Linked DNA regions of Mus musculus: region 1 is linked to region 2. The links are chromatin contacts, called in public HiChIP or PLAC-seq maps. All regions are on one chromosome and are shown on one strand. The core of a region is the stretch at or near the end of the contact, and the rest is flanking DNA. Distances in the headings are between cores, read along the strand shown.

What was found. HiChIP or PLAC-seq counts read pairs in DNA pulled down with a chosen protein or histone mark.
Region 1: a contact with region 2 is called in an H3K27ac HiChIP or PLAC-seq map of embryonic stem cells, with 2.2 times the contacts expected there. The contact joins the enhancer-like site here to the promoter of Taf5l in region 2. A contact is called at or near these places in 3 of 39 promoter capture datasets (the 3T3-L1 cell line, HPC-7-derived erythroid cells and liver), 8 of 115 datasets of contacts at active chromatin or transcription factors (astrocytes, bone marrow-derived macrophages, craniofacial prominence and 2 more) and 2 of 9 other capture datasets (embryonic stem cells and liver).

Annotation. Positions count from the first base shown.
Region 1 is chr8:124,544,312-124,547,260 of GRCm38.p6, forward strand. It overlaps Cog2 (component of oligomeric golgi complex 2), which reads left to right. Exons shown (of 18, transcript NM_029746.3): 13 at 818-991; 14 at 1,709-1,781; 15 at 2,240-2,382. Among named protein-coding and RNA genes, the nearest start is that of Agt, 24 kb to the right of the region's middle. Within about 2 kb of position 1,265, at least 19 of the 459 cell types and tissues checked have an H3K27ac peak or open chromatin away from gene starts, as enhancers often do. A contact at or near this core is called in embryonic stem cells, where this site is marked.
Region 2 is chr8:124,019,885-124,023,123 of GRCm38.p6, forward strand. Taf5l (TATA-box binding protein associated factor 5 like) reads right to left here and starts at 1,513. Exons shown (of 5, transcript NM_133966.3): 1 at 1,305-1,513. It overlaps Urb2 (URB2 ribosome biogenesis 2 homolog (S. cerevisiae)), which reads left to right and starts at 1,613. Exons shown (of 10, transcript NM_001368414.1): 1 at 1,613-1,642. It overlaps Mir1967 (microRNA 1967), which reads left to right and starts at 2,757; the gene lies at 2,757-2,838.

The DNA.
Region 1 (2,949 bases), core at 15-2,514, 520 kb after region 2:
GAATTCCCATCCTAGTGACTTTCTCAAAATCAGATTCCTAAAGCACCCTGAAAATAAAATGTTCATTTTAATGAGAAATATTAGAAATAAAAGTAAAAAAATAGGTTTAAGTTTTAAACAGTGAGGTGATCATCGAAGCAGACGTAGTCACCTGCATGTTAGGCTCTCCTGACCCTCTGCAGCCAGTGTGTTAGCTCTCTGCACACCGTGAAGCCCATGCTCTTGTCCCCAGGAGGTTGGTGCCTCTAGGAGCTGAGCGACAACTTTAGGTCCTTGCAGACATCAGTGTTCAGAGCCACCTCAGGGACACCCTCAGTGACAGATGCACAAGCCAGTCCTCACAGTGCAGAAGTCTAGAAACAGGGAGACAGTCTTTAAAAAGAAGCACACCACAAAGGTCAGTGCAGTGCAGGCCCATCCTCTCCGGAGCAGAGCGCAGGCTTAGGGCAGCTGCAGTCCGGTGTAGCTCTGCCACCCCTTGCCCTGTGGACTTGAGTCTCTGGTTCTTTGTAAATTGGCAAAATGGCCTCGGCGTGTGGCTGTGGTGAAGATATACCTGTGAGCTGAGGTGCCAGGAGGAGGGGGAGCTCTGTGGAAGTTGGGGTGTGTCTCTCCTTACCCACTCTGCTCCCAGACTTCCTCAGGCTTTCCTACCCCACTGGCTGTCCCAGAAGACACAGTTCTAAGAACAGCAGGGCCCAACCTGCCTGAGATAGACATGCTGTACCCTGCAGCCTGTGTGTGTGCAGAGCTGCTGAGCATGTACAAATGCCCCGTGTCTCCGAGGGAGTGTTTGATCGTTGAAATCCTTTTTCAGCTTTCTGTCAGGCCCGTTTCTAATGAGAGTGCCAAGGAGACTAAAAAGCCTTTGACTGGCAGCAAAGACCCTTCGGAAGACCAAGGAAGCCATGCTTCAGAAGCAAGCGCCGCGTCCATTTCTAGCACTCAGCTGGTGTATGTGGTCTCAGACCTGGGCAGGCTGCAGGAATGGGTGAGCTTCGCTGCACTGGACACTGGATCTGTGAACTGTGGGCGGGCCCCGTGCAGCCGACGAGGACATTCTGTCCTACGGGATGTTTCCCTCCACAGTGGCCTCTGAGGGGGCCACACTCTGGGTCCTGATCCCTGCTGTCACGAGCTGTGCCCACTGCTCCTTGCTCTCAGGAGAAAGCTGACCCTCCGCATAAGCAGGCTCCGCTCTTCCTCCTCTGCTCAGCTCTGCTTGCGCGCGGCCTACAGTGGGCTGGCCTGTAATCATCTTCACTTCAGGGCCCCAGATGTCTGAGAGTGCTGATGCAATCAAAGTCCCCACCCACTTTCTCTGTTGGGCCCCTGTTTTGCTCCCAGCATTTAGAGAACTTTATGGACACATAAAGTTTACACCTCCAAATAGATTTTGCTTTTCACGGTTTATATTTTGTGTGATTGCATAAATATATTGTGTGTTCTGAGAGAACATGGCCTAGTTACTGTGAGCAGTTCTGGTGTCATGGAGAGCTGTAAAATGAGGTTTTGCTTTTCTGCCTTCAGTGGCCGTGCAGCCAGCGGCCCCACAGTGGCTGCTGTGGTGAGAGCCTGGCCCGCCAGTGAGGACTTTACCTACAGCGCCGCCCTAGGTTTCCACACTTGTTACTCACGTCTGAGGTTGTGGATGCAGGACTGCTCGTGCTGATTCAAAGAAGGAACTAATGTCCAAAATGTGTTTCAGCTTCCAGACCTCCTGGAGACGGTCAAGCAGAAACTCGAAATGATTGGCTTTAAGAATTTTTCGTCTATCTCAGGTAAGAAGTGAACTTAGACGCAGACTCTGAATAAGAAATAACGTGGGGCTGGTGAGATGGCTCAATGGGTAAGAGCACCCGACTGCTCTTCTGAAGGTCCGGAGTTCAAATCCTGGCAACCACATGGTGGCTCACAACCATCCGAGATCTGACTCCCTCTTCTGGAGTGTCTGAAGACAGCTACAGTGTACTTACATATAATAAATAAATAAATCTTTTGAAAAAAAAATAATGTAAAGTGTGAGGCTGTAGACTCGGGGATGTTTAGACTAACACCTCGACTCCAGTGTAAATCCTTAGCTGTCTCAGTGTTTTGCTCTTTGATTTCACTTCTGTAAGTGAAATGCTGTTTTGTACTAATGAACTGATTTGCTAGCACACTCTAAACGCCATGGTCACATTTTAATGAAGCTCGCCCTAGCTGGACCAGTGACTCATTCCACTGCCCTGTGTCACAGCGGCCCTGGAAGACTCCCAGAGTGCCTTGTCTGCCCATGTGCCGGCTCTGAGCAGCAGGATTGTCCAGGACCTGAGTGAGTCTTGCTTCAGTTATCTCAAGAGTGCCCTGGAGGTCCCCAGGCTTTACCGCAGGACCAATAAGGTCAGTGTCACTTGTGGAGAAAGCTCTGTGGTGTGCAGGGCCAGGGAGATGTGGACCACAGTCAGACCACAGGGTGGACTGAGGCACAGGACTCGGGAGGGTCAGGAGCAAGCTCAACTCACAGTGTGTGCTTGGCCCTGTGGGCTTTAGATTTTAAGGAAAACTACTTTTTGTATGTGTGTGAGTCCTGACTGATCTGGAACTCACTCTGTAAACCAGAATGGCCTCAATTCCACAGACATCTGCTTGCCTCTCTGCCTCTGAATGCTGCCATTAAAGATGTGCAGTACCACGCCTGTCTGGGGAAGTGCTTTCTTTTTTAAGACACTGGGAACCTGGGTCCTGCGCGAGAGCAGCAACTATTCTTAGCTGCTGAGTCTTCTTTCCAGCGCCAAGGAACGATTTCACGGTGTTTCTAAGTCTTACTCATTTAGACTTTATTTTGTCTCCATATAGTCCCCCAATTTTTAATTCATCTTACGCCTGCAAATCTTTATTGGGAACACCTGGGTTCCCTTGTTGTCTTAGTGAGCACATTAGAAAGCATGCACTGGGAATATGTTAGCG
Region 2 (3,239 bases), core at 263-2,762:
CTTGCCCAAAGTCACGCAGTTCCTGAATGGGAGGGAACGCAGTCTCGTGGACAGTGTCTGAGCCTGCACCCTATGCTCCACTGATCCCATACGGGACTGCAGGGGAGCACTGGGCCAACCGCTCACTGATGCTTATGTCAACGAGAGCCTGCAAGTTAATCAGCTAACATGCTGATTGGCTACGTGGAAGGCTGGAACCGTGACTTCAAGTAGTGTTCAATGAGCAGCGCTGGCGTCACACAAGGTCAAGCTAAAACAAGTCAGAAAAGAAGCAAAGCCCCTTCTTTTGTCCCCAGATGTTGTTCATAGATTGTGACAGAGTAACAAAAAGAATAACCAGTTACTAAGTAGTCAGAAGAGGTTTTTGCCTCTCTTCAGTGACAGAAGTACACACAAATCTCACAGTTGGAAGACTGTCCCAAAACACACGAACCAAATTTATTTATTACTGATGGCAAATACTGAAGGCACAAACTGACATTTTGGGTTTTCTGATTTAATATTCGCTTTATAGTTCATAAAACAAGGCTCTCATATGTGTATGTGTGTGTGTATGCACGTGTATTTAGACCAAGTCTCACTCTGTGGTTTAGACTGGTGCAGAACTCACTTCGTACACCAGGATGGCCAACAATTCGCAGCAATCTTTCTGCCTCAGCCTACAGAGTGTGGGGATTACGGAGTGCGCCACCACTACCAGCAGAGTCTGGGCTTAAATTACCCTCCCATTTTACAGGAGAAGAAACCGAGGCAGCAAGCTCGCCTGCTACACGGCTTGCAACTCTAAGTCTCTGCGGTCACCAACTCCATCCGTGACACTCAGCCCCAGGTTACAGCCAAAAAGTCTGTAACCTGGAGAAAGGCAGACTCCCTTCCTACTTCACTTTCTAATAGGGCGGGTCGGACTGGACGGGACTCCCGGCAGAGCCCCGAGGCTATCCTCCACCTGCCGGTCCCGGCGAAGGGGAAAACTCACCTCTCGACGCCGGAGCCACAGCGCCTGCGAGGTCCGCGGGGCCGCGTCTCCCCGCGGCAGCCGCGAGCCCTCCGTCCGCTGCCCACTTCCGCCGAGCGCCCTCGTGAGCTCGCAGTTGGCTCCGCGCGAGGGCGCCCGGCGGGGCCGCGGGGTCTCCGGGCGCGTGCAGCCGGGGCCGCCACGTGCGGGGTCGCTCGGACCCGCGCGCGCGCGAGCAGGGCCGGGACTGCGCAGGGGCGGGCGCGCGCGCGCGCGCTCTCCCGCCCGAGGCCCCTCCCCCGCGTCCCCTCCCCCCCCCCGCCCTGTCCCGCGCCCCGCCCGCACTCACTGAACATCCCAGGCGGCTCCCGCTGCCCCGCCGCCGCCCCGGCACCGGCTGCTTCCGTATCGGTTGCCCGCCGTAGGACTCCGTACGACGACCGGCTAGCCGGGTCCCCGCGCCCTACGTCCTCCCGCGCTCGCGGTTCTCGGTGGCCGCCCCATGACCGCCTGACGGAGCGGGCACGCCGGGCTAGGCCGCGGACGCGCGACGCCGCCGCGGCCAGGGCGCGCTCGGCGCTCCTCTAGCGATGTCTGCGTGACGCCCCTCCCCGCCCCGAGCCGTTGGCGTCAACGTCTGCCGGAAGCGCCTCCCTCACATGTGGCTCGCCGCCGTGGAGGTCCCAGGTGAGCGGACGGTTGGAGAGTTTGGGTTTCCTCTGCGCCGAGGCGCCAGTTTGGCGGATGCGGACACCAGTCCTAACAGGAGGGAACCGGCTGGAGAGCCGGGATCGGAGGAGCCTCTGCCCGAGGGAGTTCCCGCTATGGAACCCTGCTTGAGGTTCTGAACTGCTTTACCCCGAACTGAAGGAGCTCCACTTGAGAGAACCTTGATCTGAGGGAGACCCACGTTAGAGAGCACCCCGATCTCCTACACGGAGCTCGGACTCGAGGGAGCCCCGATCCAGGTAGTAGGATTTGAAGGTATCATGATAAACTAGAACCACCACCTCCTCCTCCTCCTCCTCCTCCACCACCACCACCACCACCACCACCACCACCACCACCACCACCAAAACCAAACTTTTTATTTGTATGGGTGTTTTATGTACACCCGCAGAGGATAAAAGAGGGGCGTTCCTCTAGAACTGGAGTGGTGGTTGTGAGCCAAGATGTGGGATATTGGGACTCGAACCTGGGTTCTCTGGAACAGCAGTAAGTAATCCTAACCACGGAGTCATCTTTCCAGCCCCCTAGAACATTGATTCTCAACCTTCCTAATCCTGCAACCCTTTGTTCATGTTGTGGTGACACGCCCCCCCCCCCCCCGCCATGAAGTTATTTTGTTGCTATATTATAATTGCAATTTTCCTACTGTTGGAAGCATAATGTGAATAAATACCTGGTTTGCAATCTTGTGGGCGTGTGACCCGCAGGTGGAAAAACCCTGCCCTAAACCCTTCCCGAGGTAGTCAGAGGGCGAGGACAGGAAGGGAGGCCTCTCAGTTCTGAAGGCCTGTAGTAAGCTTTCCAAAGTGCACAGTCTCTTGCCTCAACACAGCAGCGTGGTGAATGTTCTGTCAGGGTTTAAGCTAAGTTGTTTACCATAATGGAAACAAACTTTATGACTTTTAAAAACTCAAAAGGTTTAGCTGGGTTTCATAGCAAGTGTAGGTTGTTAATGTATCCTTTCCTTTGTTACTTGGGATTTTAAAGATTGTATATGGTTTTTGTCTACTGTAGCTGTGTGTGACGAGTTACTGTTACAGTAGAAGTAAGAGCATTTTTATTGAAATTAATGCCTGAATTCTGTTTCTTTCTCTCTTTGCTCCTTTTGTCTGACATTCATGAGGATCCTGGGGAGAAGATGCAGAATTCCCTGGAAATTGACTTACAGATCGTTGTGGGTGCTAGGAACTGGACTCGGGCTCTCTACAGGAGTCACAAGTGTTCTTTACTGCTGAGCCGTTTCCTCAGCCACATCACCTAATTTCTTTTTCACTTCAAGAAGCATTATTTTCTTCAAGTACTGTATTGCTTGCTTTTTTGCTTATTTAATAGTGCTACTCCTGTTACACAACACAGTTTTGAAGCTGTGCTAAACCATCTCTTTCGATCTTAAATCATGAATGGTGACTGTCATCCTGTGAGTGATTTACACACTTTGATTTCTCCTTATTGAATTCCTGTATTCTCTAAGTGTGATCACAGCAGGAGTACTTATAATCTATTGTCTACCTGCTTTTGATGAAAGCCAGTTTCAAATTAACTATATATTTGACAC